Regions from separate parts of the Mus musculus genome. Here all the other regions are linked to region 1. Evidence: chromatin contacts called from public HiChIP or PLAC-seq data. All regions are on one chromosome and are shown on one strand. The core of a region is the stretch at or near the end of the contact, and the rest is flanking DNA. Distances in the headings are between cores, read along the strand shown. Region 1 holds the start of 4933405E24Rik (RIKEN cDNA 4933405E24 gene). Region 2 holds the start of Slc36a2 (solute carrier family 36 (proton/amino acid symporter), member 2). Region 3 holds the start of Shroom1 (shroom family member 1).

Region 1 (4,422 bases), core at 1,356-3,855:
ATCCTTCATGTTTTGATATGAATCTTCCATCTTCATTCCCCCCAAATGAGGAATTATCTAATATGAATTTCACAGTTAGCTTGTCCAGCTTTGTGAGAAACCCTACACAGATCTTGATTTTGATAGAACTGGGACTTAGGATGCTCAGAAGGGAAACCATCCATGTATATGAGAAGTCTCCAATGTTTGGTTTGTTGACTTTATATCTGGAATTCCCATGTAGTCTCCCACTGCCATGGCCAGAGAGATCAGCATAGACTAAAGTCGTACACCCACCAAGATTAAAGTCTAGCTCTGCCATTCCCTAGTCAAGCATTCAAACTTTTAAAAATTATTTCTTCTATTTTTGTCATTTTTCTCATCTGAGAAATTGGGCTTGACACTAATATTTACTTTATCAGGTAGTTGTGGGATTCACTGGTCTCACATAGAAGATGCAGTAATTCCTTTCAGTTTATCTAAAACAGTGGTCTCAAGTTTCCTGTGCTGTGACCCTTTAATACAGTTCTTTATGTTGTGGTGGCCTCAGCCATAAAATTATTTTTGTTGCTACTTTACAACTGTAATTTTGCTAATGTTATTAATCATAATGTAAATATCTGGTATACAAGATATCTGCTATGTGACCCCTGTGAAAGGACCACTCCACACACACACACACACACACACACACACACACACACACACACACAGGTTCAGAACAACCAGCAATCTAAAATAAAAATTTGCTTTTAATATTCTATACCTATTTTTCATATTTTTTAAAGATTTATTTTTATTTATTTCATGTATGTGAGTACACAGTAGCCGTCTTCAGACACACCAGAAGAGGATCCTATTACAGATCCTATTACAGATGGTTGTGAGCCACCATGTGGTCACTGGGATTTTAACTCAGGACCTCTGGAAGAGCAGTCAGTGCTCTTAACCACTGAGCCATCTCTCCAGCTCTATTTTTCATATCTTAATGCAAAGGTGGGGACCCTACTAGTCATACTTGAACAACAGTGTTGATAACTAGTATTGTCTTGCCCTAGTTGGCACCTTTTCTAAGGCTGCACTATTAACTACATCCCTGTAGCTTGCTGATATAATCCTGGAGCTCAAAGGGTACCCATCACAGTCTTAATTGTAAGGATGTATTTGGAATCCAGCCTTCGCACAGGCCTCTCATAGATACATCCAGGCATCTCCTGAGACAATGTGAGTCCTTGGGTAGTAAGTTTACATGGAAGGGGGTACCACACCCTGCTCCCCACACCCCACCACTTCACTGCCTCCTGCCGGGGAATCAGAGAGCCTGGCTATATATAGGCTTTTGCTGTGAACCTTCTCCACTCCTCAAAATGGAAAAGAAGAGGTTCTCTCCTCTGCCATGTATGCTCTGAATCTCTTCAGAGACTCCACCATGCTGCCTGTCTCTGATGCTGTGGCCTAAATACTCCTTGGACCTCCCCCCATGCTGTTGACCCTCTTTCTGTCTGTCCATGGCATCATTATCTCTTCTAATAGACTCCTTATTCCCCAGTAGCCCATCTCAGTTCCCTCGAATCACTCAACCCTACCTAAAACCCAACAGCGGTATGCAGTGTTTTCCGGATGAGTAGTCTCTGTTGCCAGTATCATTTTAAAAATCTATCCACTACTGTAGGAAATGACACTAGAAGATTTTCCATAGTCAAATTTCACTGAACTCTAGGTATACAACCAGTTGACCATAATCTCTTGATCTCTTCACTCAGCTTAGTGATACTTTATTCCTGTTGAGTTCTATCACAGTCAACCAGAACTGTACCCTGCCCCTAGACTGGCTTGCATATACATTCTCCGTGTACCCACAGAATCCCATCTCTCCCTATGAGATGTACTTACAATTTGGTATTATAATTACCTATCTTGGGGGCTTGGAGATGTAGCTCAGTTGGTAAGAGTGCTTGATTAGCATGCACAAAGCCCCAGGTTCAATCTCCCCAACCATATAAACTGGGTATGGTGACACACACCTCTGTAATCCCAGCACTTTAGAGATGGAGGCAGGAAGATCAGAAGTTCGAAGTTGTCTGAAGCTACATAGTGAGTTTGAGGCCAGCCTGAACTACTGGAGAGCCTATTAAACAACAACAACAACAACAAACCCTTATACTTACTTGTCTTCAGTGGAACATATGATTATAGAGGGACACGGTTATGTTTTCATTGGCTTCTCGGTGACTAGTTAGGGCTTAACTTAAAGGAGGCATGTGGAAATAGTCTCTTCTGTAAAAGGATGCTGACCACCCCCAGGATCTCAGCTCTTTTGAAGACCCTCATTTAGCTTTGTTGAGCCAGACAAGAGCCATTCCAGTGCTGATAATCCCCCTTGCTTCATTAACTTCACAGTCATCCCAACAGCCTGTGAGGAACTCTGGACTCTCCCTGATCCCCCATATCCTCGGATGAAAGTTCTCCATTAGTTCTAGCCAGGCATACCCAAATGTGGAGGCCTGAGAATACCTAGTTCCCCAAGCTGAGGCCTTGTGAATGTTCAATTGGATTTTTCTTCCCAGTAACCTGAAATATTTAGGAAATGCCTAAGCCATGCTCGTGAGAGTATGCATGGTCACCTGGCAACCCAGTTACCTGGAGGCTGGGTCTCTTTACCATAGAGTGCTGAGGGGCATAATGGGCATAGTTCTGTCATCATTATAGGAAGACTCCCATTTGATGCCAGGCCTCTATCACGCTAAAGATGATTTCACCGAGGCCAGCCATTGTACTTGCAAGATGAAGCCACCAAGGCCACCCAGTTGGATCATTCCTATGGAAGCAGGCAGGTACCTGGCATCCCAGCAGCCCCACTGTAGAGGCACTGCTGAGGGATACACTGCCTTGTGTGTCCAGGTAGGGAGCTGGTAGGTACTCAGTGCTAACATCATCCAGTCTTCCATCTCTGTTTTTTTTCCCTCATAGGCATCTACTGAGAAACTTCTGTACAGTGGAAGTCTGTACGGTGAGTTCTAAGGGTCCTAGAACAGCAGCAAACATAATCAAACAATCAGGTGCATGCCCAATTTCCCTCATAGTTCGCATGACACTGACTGAAGCTCACCAGGTTTGTGACACATATCAGCTTCCCTTGCGTGGCTAGGCTGCTCATCTGTCACAGCTGCTGGCACCTGCAGTCCAGACCTGAAGCCTGCAAGGTTTCTGGAGAGCTTTGAGATTCAAATGGCTGCCTCCACGTTAGCTCCTTACATGCAGAGGTGGCCTCTGACTTGCTTTATGTCTCTAGCCCATGTCCCACCTGGCTTCCCCTACCCAGGAAACATTTGGCAGTGGCTGACCAAACGCTAAGCACAGAGCTAACCTTGTTTCTTTGGAGCCTGTTAGAACCTTTAAGAGAAGTCAGGACAGAACTATAGGCACAGAAACAGGCCAGACACCTGCCTTCCTTTCTTCATGCATCCTGTGTTTAGAAGAGCCACAGCAGATGAGTTTGGTGCCACACGTCTTTAATCCCTGAACTTGGGAGGCAGAGGCAGGGCAGGTGTCTGTGAGTTCGAGGCCAGCCTGGTCTACATAGTGAGTTCCAGGACGAACAGGGACTATAGAGAGACCCTGTCTCACAAATAAAAGACAAGAACCATGGTAGAGGTGTGCTGAGACCATCCCTGTGGGAGTTCTTCTGGAGAAGTGGAGAAGGCTCTGCTCCGTGCCCATCAGTATGTGAGTCTGGCTGTGCCCACATGCGTGCTGTGCACGTACATGTTTGTACCCTTGTTGCCGCAGCAGTAGCCTACATGGACCTTGCATAACAGTCCTTATGCTGTGAGGGAGAGGGGCTCCCAATTTCCATGTCTCCTTTGAATCATTACAGTTTTTGGTGTGCAGCACTAATACATCACGGGCCCCCACCCCCTTTTAGCAGGCAGAGCGGTGACTGAAGCATTGGGCCTGTGGTTTCTGTAACAGGAAGTGATTTAGATGCCGAAAGCTAATTTTAGATGGGTTGATATGGGGTTTTCAAAGAATGTTTCAGCTGAAAACTCAGCCTTTTTTTTCTTCTTGCCTATAAAGGATGGGCAATTTCCCACTGTCCCTGTCACTGTCTGGCCGGTGAGCTCATGCCCAGCTGGGCTGGTCTCTCTGGTGGAAAGCGAAGCTGGTTTTCCCTGGATTCCGAGCTGCCTGAATCATTGTTTTGGGCCTTGGGCTCTAGGCAGAGTTCTATGAGTCAGCAAAAGCCCGGCACTGTGCCAGGCAGACACAGGACCTCTTGTCCCTTACTAAAGACTGACTAGAGGCTTCTTAGGGTCCTGTCAGGACAAGGCCATCAGCCTTACCCAGCCATAGCCAGAGATCAGATGAGGCTTCTGGACCATCTTGGGTAGCTGGCATTTAGATCAACCCATCCTCAGCTTTTAAGAGCCAACTTCTCCTCAG
Region 2 (4,422 bases), core at 641-3,140, 970 kb after region 1:
CTCCAGCATTGGAGGACCTGCCCATGGACTGGCGGGAGTTAAAGAACAGTTGGAGGAGGGGTGGTGGTGGAGAATCCTGCGTGCCTGTCTCTCTCCCTGTGGGTGTCAACATTGCTGACAGAGAACTACACCCTCAGCCCCCAGCGATGGGCTTGTTTTGCAACTGGGAAGGGGTCAACGGGTCACTTAGGAAATTTCTAACTAAAGGACTTAGGAAATCAGAATTAGCTTGTAGCTGTTTGTTCGGTCAGCTTGCAGTGTGTCGAGCCATGCAAAAATTTGGACCAGGAGCCAGGAGGCCCGGGTCCTTTGGTGACCTGGAGCCACCATCACAAGTACTTTTTAAGCAGCTAAGAGTACACAAGTACTCAGCTCGCGCTCACATAGAAGGTGCAGCCATACTAGGAGGAGCAAGCCATCATTTCTAGACTTTCTCGGGCTGGCGAGTGGGAACTGAACCCAGACAGCCAGACTCCATCCCCTGCCTGCTTTCCCAGCCTGGACTCCCTGTCTCCAAGCCCCACAGGCTCCGCTCTGACTCTCTCTTGTTTTATTCTTTTGATTTTTAAGGAGTTGAAATTGCCACCTTGACCATCCAGGACACAAGAGTCAGCTGGTTCTCTCAAAGTTGAAAAATACCCTGCTCTGCTGTGGGTGGTCCAGGGGCCTCAGCAGCTCACTCAGTGACCTCTAGCACTTAGGAAGCCCAGGACCAGACCCAGGGACAAAGGAGCCATTGAGGCCATTCCTGCAGTGTCTTGTATGCAGTGTGGAGAGAGACTGTACCCATTCCTTCAGCACCTTCTCCCTCTCTGCCACACATTCCCCACTCTGTCTGTCTGTCCATCCTTTAATATACTAGGTCGTATCTGCTCCTCCCTGCTTTCCATATGAGGACACTTGCTTCAGGGAAGAGAAGGACAGGGCTTCCACCTGAACCCAGACCTTCTGGTCCTCTGTTAATTACACTCCCTACTACCTTGATGACGTCAAACTTGCTCCTTAAAGCACGAGCCTGGGCTGGCTAGACTGCTATGTTAGTGAAGTCAAGTAGGGAGGAGGAAGAAGAAGAAGAGGAGGAGGAGGAGGGTATTGGAGCCCTGTAGCTTGTCGTGTTCTGAAAAATCTTTGCGAATGTCTCCTCTAGAATCCATCTTCTGGGAAATGGAAGACACTAGAAGCTTCCACGTGCTGTTCTTTGAGTAGTACCATGGCAGCCCCAGCGGCAGCAGGACCCAGGCTTGCGACAGGGAGAGGCTTGCTTGTTGCTTGTGGCTGAGGCCACTGTGGTTTACATACTGACCCCAGCTTCCCTCCAAGTTCTGCCTCCCTCCTAGACACTGAGAGCCCCAAACTGACTTTAACAAAAGTGCTTAGCCCCCTTCCTTCCAATAAATCTTAGCATGTGGCTTAAAGCAGCTGGGTCTCAGTTTCCCTCTCAGGACTTTTCAGATTCTAATCGTGCCCCTAGCTAGAACGTCCTATTTGACACAGACCCTGACTGCACTTTTTCCTCTTTGGTGTTCCCAGCTGCACAGTGGGTTGAGGGTCAGACATGCCCACCTCGAGATCCGGACTGGAAGCTGATGGAGGCAGACGTGGGGTGGGAGGGAGCTGCACTCACGTTATGCCCTTGGTCTTCTTTGATGACTCTGAAGAGCTCCCATTCGCTGGACTGGGATCCTGGCTCTGCAGCTTCTTGGCACTCTCAGGAAGGTCCAGATTGAGAGGGGTGGCTACCTGCGGACTCCTGGCACTCTTGGTCACAGACATGATGGCTTCAGAAAGGGCAAGCTCAAGGTAGGGAGAGGGCAATCAAGGAGGTGTATGTGCAGGTGCAAGTTGGGCCCAGTAGATCTGACCGGAGAGCTTGCTCTGGCCTGGCTGGAATGAGACCACGCCCACCTGCATGGACACCCCGCCTCCTCTTGCTTAAAGAAACCCAGCGGGAGAAAGAGAGGAAGGAGGGATTTGGGAAGAGAGCCATAAGCTTTATTGATATTACCCAATCAACCACAGTGCAGTTAACTTTTTCTTTTCTTTTCTTTCCTTTCCTTTCCTTTCCTTTCCTTTCCTTTCCTTTCCTTTCCTTTCCTTTCCTTTCCTTTCCTTTCCTTTCCTTTCCTTTCCTTTCCTCTCTCTCTCTCTCTCTCTCTCTCTCTCTCTTTCTTTCTTTCTTTCTTTCTTTCGTGTGTGACAGGATCTCCTGTAGCCCAAAGTGGCCTGTAATTCATTAGATAGCTAAGGATCATCCAGAACTTTTGAGCCACCTGCCTCTACCTCCTGAGTGCTGGAATTACAGATGTGTCCACCACCGCATCTGTTTTTATACAGAACTGGGGGCAGGACCCAGGCCTTTAAGCATATTAGGCAAGCAGTCCACATCTGAGCCTTATTTCCAGTCTATCCTGATAATTTTAATGACGAGAGCCGAACTATTTATTACACACTCCGCTAAGGGGGTACCCATTTCTGTCTCTGAAAAAAAATGCCTTCCTGTCTTCATCTCAGGGCAGGCTTCCCAGGTCCTACCAGCCTGCAGTCAGCTCTAAGAAGATGGGAGGGGCAGCTGGCACCTCACCTAGAGCAGGGCTCTTTCTAAGGTTTCACGTGTAATTCTGAACTCGTGGCCTGTCTGTGTGTTTGTATGCATGCGTGCATGCTGTGTATATGTGGAGGTAAGAGCTGGATTTGCGGTGTCTTCCTCAAACATAGTGCTGACTTAATACAGTGACTCATGTTGTGGTGACCCTCAGCCATAACAGTTTCATTGCTACTTCATAAACTGTTGCCAGTTATGAATTGGCACGTAAATATCTGATATGCAGGAGAGTTGATATGTGGCACCCCCCCCTCCCGGGGTCGCCACCCACAGGTTGAGAACTGCTGAAGAGGTGCCTTTACTTTCTGAAGGCTCCATGGAGGGAGAAGGAAAGGAATGAATTCTGCATGAGTCCCAGGCGCGTTTTCCCGGGCAGGCCACGGTTCAGGGGCTTCAGGGGCGACCGGGTGTGATCTGCTTAAGGTTACAATGTGGCTTCCGGGTTGGAGCTCTGGACCGGAAGATGGTCTCGGGAGCTTCTTGGGATTCTGCTCTCTGTCATTATCTCTGCTCAGGGTAAACGAACCAGCCAAACTCTCCTCTTCTACAAATTATAGCATTTTTCTTCTTGTACCAGTCTCCCCACCACCATCTCCTCCTCAGAAAGCAACATTTACCGAGGCCGTACTGTGTGCCAACAGTGTAGCTTAAAACACCCCCATGGTATCAGGAACACCTAAGACAGACTCTGAAGGACCTGTCCCTTACCAGGGTTCTTTCTAGGGTCCGGCGTGCAATTCTGAACTTGTGGCACGTCTGTGTGTCCTATGCATACATGCATAGTGTGTACACTCAGAGGTTTGGAGATACTATGTAGCCCATGGCTGTCCTGAAACTCACTCTGTAGATCAGGCTGGTCTTGAGCTCACAGAGATCAGCCTGACTCTGCCTCCTAAGTGCTGGGACAAAAGGCATGTGTCACTATGCCCAGTTCCATCTTGTGTTATTTTGAGACAGGGTCTCTCATTGAACCTAGAGTTCAGCAAATCTGGCCAGTGAGCTCCAGAATCCCACCGGTTTCTGCATCCTTACCCTGACACCAGCAGTGGGATTATAGCCTCGGGCAGCCACATGAAGCTGTGCTTGGCTCTTGTGTGGGTTTCGGAGATCAAGCTTAGTCCCCATTAGTGCCCAGCAAACACTTTACTGACTGAGCCATTTATCTCTTCCCAGTTCCTGTTTTTGTTTTGTTTTCTCTCCTAAAGAGTCTCACCCCAGGCTGGGAGATGGTTCATTAGTAAAGATGCTTGCTGTCGGCATGGTAACCTGAGTTTGATCCCTGGAGCCCACCTGGTGGAACTCTTGTAAATTGTCCTCTGATTCCCTACTCGCCCCATCCCACTAGCAAATAGATAAACAATAGTAATGTTTAAAGCTACAAAGAGGAGGTTCACCCCCACCCCTTCCTGCTCCTTCCTGCATCCCCAGTGGTATGTGCTAGACTCCACAAAAAAACTGGCAACTTCATTGGGGGAGCACTGTTGTTTTGTTTCTTGGAAACTGAGGCTCCAAAAGGCAAAGGACAGTTTGACAGAGGTCTCATCCCTTGGAAGAGTCCCTGCTGCACCCTAGCCAGATCCTAGCAGGCCTGCTGCCTGCAGCTTTGATCGCCACACTGATTCTTGGTTAAGTGTGCTGGCCCTACCCTTCATGTCCTTGCCCTGAGTCAACTGTGGCCCGGCTGTGGTTTGCAAAGTGTCCTAACTTCCCTTGTCTGGCACCATCACATGGTGCTATTCCTGGTCTGTGGAGTAGCAGGCTGCTTTGTGGAACCTGCAATTGGGATTCCACAGTTTGGTTCTAATTTTAGATTTCATCTT
Region 3 (4,422 bases), core at 1,235-3,734, 760 kb before region 1:
GGAATCCAACACCCTCTTCTGATCTCTGAGGGCACACAGTGCATGTCATGGTGTACACACACACACAAAACATTCCTACACATAAGACAAATAAAAAGTTTAATAATATAAAAGAATATTCTGTTGCTGGGCAGGGGTGGTACATACCTTTAATCTCAACACTCCGAGGTAGAGGCAGGTAGATCTTTGTGAGTTTGGGGCCAGCCTGGTCTACAAAGTAAGTTTCAGGACAGCCAAGGCTACACAGAGAAACCTTGTCTCAGGGGGAGGAAAGTGTTCTGACTCCACCTGCCACTGTGCTCTCTGTTGTCCTTCTTCCCAAAGCCTGTGAGTACCCATTCATAGGCACTGACAGACAAAACTCCATCCGGGAGTCTGGGCTGCCAGGTCCTGGGCCTAGAGAGCCTGAGGTCTCTATTTTCCGAGGTCTTCTAGGGATAGAGGAGACAGCCAAGGAGCCTGACTCCTGAGACACCTCCCACCCCACCCCGTTCCACTTTTCTTCTGTGAAAAGGAGAAGCCGACCCCAAGACCTAGAAGCTGGCCTACCAATGCCAGTTAGATGTTGGTGCTGCCAGGAGCTGAACTGACATTCACAGGAGGCCTCACAAACCACTGCACAAGGCACACACGGAACATTCTGTACCAGTGAGGATCAGGACACAACCAGGACTGTCATCAGATCGGACACACACAAAACATAAACACAGTCCACAGAATGGGCAAATGATTCCATCTGGGATACTGAGTGACTTTTCTCAAACCGTTGCTTTTGCAACTAGTTTCTCTCTCCCTCTCACCAACCCCCTCCCTCTGCCTGTCTCTGTCTCTGTCTCTGTCTCTGACTCTGTCTCTGTCTCTGTCTCTGTCTCTGTCTCTTTCATTTGTATATGGTAGACTGGAGAGACAACTGAATGGTTAGGAACACTTGCTATCCCAATAGAGGATCTAGGTTTGGTTCCCAGCTTCCATGTGGCAGCTGTCTGAAACTCTAGATTCAGGCCAGCCTAGGCTATGTAAGGAGACTTACATAAAAATGAGAATCTAGATGTCTCTCCTCTTCTGTGGCTCTGTGCTTTCTGAGACTTGGGCAAGTTCTCCAGAGTCCTCAAATGGACAGACTTTTACAGAGTTGGAGTCACAGAGCTTGCTGACCATGAGACGAATGGGCAGTGGGGCAGTGGGCAAAGTGCTTGCCACTCAAACATGAGGAGCTGAGCTTGGGTCTGCAGTAGCTAAGGGAAAAGCTAGGTGCCACAGCTTACATTGTTACCCAGTGCAGGGGACATGTGGTGTGTGTGTGTGTGTGTGTGTGTGTGTGTGTGTGTGTGTGTGTGTGTGTGTAGGCAGACTCATGGAGTTGGCTGGCCAGCTAGTCTAGCCAAATTGATGACTTCTGTGTGAGACCTTGTTTCAAAAAATAAGGTGTAGAAATGATAGAATAAAATACCCAATAGTATCTGGGCAGTGTTGGCGCACACCTTTGATCCCAACACTTGGGAGGCAGAGACAGGCGGATTTCTGAGTTTGAGGCCAGCCTGGTCTACAAAGTAAGTTCCAGGATAGCCAGGGCTATACAGAGAAACCCTGTCTTGAAAAATCAAAAACGGAAAAAAAAAAAAAAAAGAAAAAGAAAAGAAAAGACCCAATCTCGAGAGGTACACATGCATACACCACACACACAGAGAATGAGGACCAGGTGGCACCGGTCATCTGAGCTGAAAAAAAGACTCCAGCACTCAGGATGTACAGACGGGAGTTTAGGAGTTCAAAGTCTTTACCAAAAGGTGAAGACCCCACTCCTAGTAGCAGATTCGAGCACATAAGTTCAGGGCTCCGTTCGGTGTGGGTCTGGTGGAGGGAGCTATGGGAAGCGAGGAGACAAAGACAGGAGAGGAGAGCCTGTGGAAAGAGTCCAGTAGGTGGCATGGTTTTGGAAATGTGGGTCTGAAGAGCAGAGTTGATCAGGTAGCCAGCCATCTAAAGCACACTCAGAGGGAGAGAGAGCATGAGGCAGGAACTCCAGGCACATCTGTTTTCATCGTGGAGTTTAAGAGAACCGGCCGGGAGAGATGGTCCAGTGGATAAATGTTCATGTCACCAAACCAGATCTTCACAGTTGGAATCTAGTACTCCACAGGGTGGAAGAAAAGTACCGACTTCTCCACAAGGGAGCTTCCCCCATTACTTACTTCCCAAATTATTAAGTAAATAAATAAATGTAATTTTTTTAAAGGTTAAAAGAAGAAGAAGAAAGGAAGGTGAGCCTTTGTTGCCTCCGGGAGGGTTTGACCTCCGCACTGAGGAGCCTGCTGGTCCATAAGTCTTGCCTGCGGATCCGGCAGTGCTTGGAGGATTTCGATCGCCCTCCGGCTCGAGTTCTCTGCGGTGGTTAGAGGTCCAGGGCCGGGGACTAGGGCCACGTACAGAATCGCAAGAGGAAGGGGCGCGGCTCCCGCAGCCCTGCCGCCACTCCAGACTCCGGCCCCTCCTCGGCCGGAGGTGGCGCCTCCCCTGCTGCGGCCGGAGACTGGAGGTGGCGTCGGGAGCTGGAGCCCAGGGCTCGGATGTCACTGAGGGATCGCCGGCGCCCTGAAGTGCGTCTCGGGCTGGAGCCACAGGTACGCAGCGGGACCGGGTGAGGGGACACACAGCGCGTGGTCCACAGATCTGCTTCCCAAAAGGGAGACAAGGACGGGAGGGTCGGGGCGGCGACAGCGGTGGCCGCGAAGCAGCCTGACTGACCGTCATTCTGTCTGGACCTTCCGACCCGGAGTCCAGACCGGCCGCGCCAGTGGAATCGGGCCCCTGCGCACCTTTACTCTCGGCCAGGCCTGGCAGGGGACAGAGCTGTCCAGGTGGCCCAGCTGTTGCAGGGACGCAATGTACACAGTGGCGTCCGTCTCAGGACCCTCTGTTCTTGAGCTTCGATTGCTGGAGAATCCGGGTCCCTCCCAATCCCCCGATCTTCCCGGACCGTGAACCCCACTGAAAAGGCCTAGAAATGCACTGATCAGAGGCCACCCGCTCTCCTAGTGTTCCAAGCGCCTCTTTCCTCACCTCTTTGTGTGGTTCTGCTGCCCCTTGTGGTCCCCAGGGCTTAGCTTTTGCCCTGGGGTATGTGCTGTACCCATGGCAGTGACCATCTTTACCTAGGTGTCATTCACCCTCTGCTTTTTCTACACCTCCTGGAACCTGCGTCTCACAGAGTCTGCCCAAGACCAGCAGAGACTGTATAACCAGCTACTATGTTGTAAAATAGATGTCTCACAGGGGTGCAATGTCACCCATAGCTTTGGAGACTAGAAAAGAGAACCAAGGAGTTTGCCTGAAAGCTCACCCATCAGACCTAGCCTGGAATGCTAGGATTTAAGATCTGAGCATTGAACCCTGAACCTCTGACTCTAAGGAGAGTCAGGGAGTGCAGTTAACAGCCCTCCAGGTACTGAGGGAAGGCTGGAGGCAAGGAAAGGCCTGCACAGGTCCTCACAGGAAGACAGATGGGAGGTGGCCCTTGAGAGGACTGTTTCATTCCCGATTAGCTCGGAGCTTGACTTTTCTCCAGTGCCTCTCCTGTTCCCTGACCTGGACTTACATGTGTTGCCTTGGTCTGGTTTTGCCCACTGAAAATTGTCTTTATCAAATTTCCCAACAAACCTTGCCTGAAGTCCCACGTCTGGTTGCTTGCCTGGGTCCACCTTCACTCGAGATTCAGCCCCCAGTGCCAGCTTCATCCTTCAGGTCTGGTGTTTCCACCCTCAAGAGCCCTAGTTCTGAGCCCCGAGCCCCCTTATTCCTTTGTCAGGTAACAAGTACCTTCCTCCACAGCCAGGATCCCAGCCTATTTTTCTAGCAGACTCTACTGCAATCCCCGCTCCGGGGACAAATGTCAAAATTCTGTGTTGTTTGTCCTGAGGCTCCAAGGCCCTGGTGGCACAGCAAGCCCTACAAAGGGCACAATATGGGAATCCTGCATGGACAGAGACCCCATGTAATAGCACCCCTTAGATAAGTTAGGGGCAATAAGAAAACAGATATATGTACGTGTTTAATGGCTCATTATAAATTGGCGTTTTCATTAATGACTTTAATGTGTGTGTGTGTTAGTATAAGCATGAGTGTCACAGCGTGTTATGGACATCAGAGGGGAACTTTCAGGAGTCCATTGTCACCTTCCACATGGTGAATGTCTTAGTTAGGGTTTTACTGCTGTGAACAGACACCGTGACCAAGGCAACTCTTATAAGGACAACATTTAATTGGGGCTGGGTTACAGGTTCAGAGGTTCTGTCCATTATCACCAAGGCAGGAACATGGCAGCATCCAGGCAGGCATGGTGAAGGAGGAGCTGAGAGTTCTACATCTTCACTTGAAGGCTGCTAGCAGAATACTGACTCCCAGGCAGCTAGGCTGAGGGTCTTA

The links. HiChIP or PLAC-seq counts read pairs in DNA pulled down with a chosen protein or histone mark.
Region 2: a FOXA1 HiChIP or PLAC-seq map of pancreatic cancer cells shows a contact between it and region 1. The contact joins the promoter of Slc36a2 here to the promoter of 4933405E24Rik in region 1. A contact is called at or near these places in 1 of 39 promoter capture datasets (pre-B cells) and 1 of 115 datasets of contacts at active chromatin or transcription factors (pancreatic cancer cells).
Region 3: a contact with region 1 is called in a FOXA1 HiChIP or PLAC-seq map of pancreatic cancer cells. The contact joins the promoter of Shroom1 here to the promoter of 4933405E24Rik in region 1. A contact is called at or near these places in 2 of 115 datasets of contacts at active chromatin or transcription factors (pancreatic cancer cells and stem cell-derived neural progenitor cells) and 1 of 9 other capture datasets (adipose tissue).

What each region holds. Positions count from the first base shown.
Region 1 is chr11:54,210,683-54,215,104 of GRCm38.p6, forward strand. 4933405E24Rik (RIKEN cDNA 4933405E24 gene) reads right to left here and starts at 2,606. Exons shown (of 3, transcript NR_045506.1): 1 at 2,148-2,606. The region is part of intron 3 of Gm12223 (a long non-coding RNA gene); the gene reads left to right.
Region 2 is chr11:55,183,187-55,187,608 of GRCm38.p6, forward strand. Slc36a2 (solute carrier family 36 (proton/amino acid symporter), member 2) reads right to left here and starts at 1,891. Exons shown (of 10, transcript NM_153170.3): 1 at 1,625-1,891. The coding sequence starts at 1,773.
Region 3 is chr11:53,454,721-53,459,142 of GRCm38.p6, forward strand. Shroom1 (shroom family member 1) reads left to right here and starts at 2,485. Exons shown (of 8, transcript NM_027917.3): 1 at 2,485-2,621. Gm30585 (a long non-coding RNA gene) reads right to left here and starts at 69. Exons shown (of 2, transcript XR_879843.1): 1 at 1-69.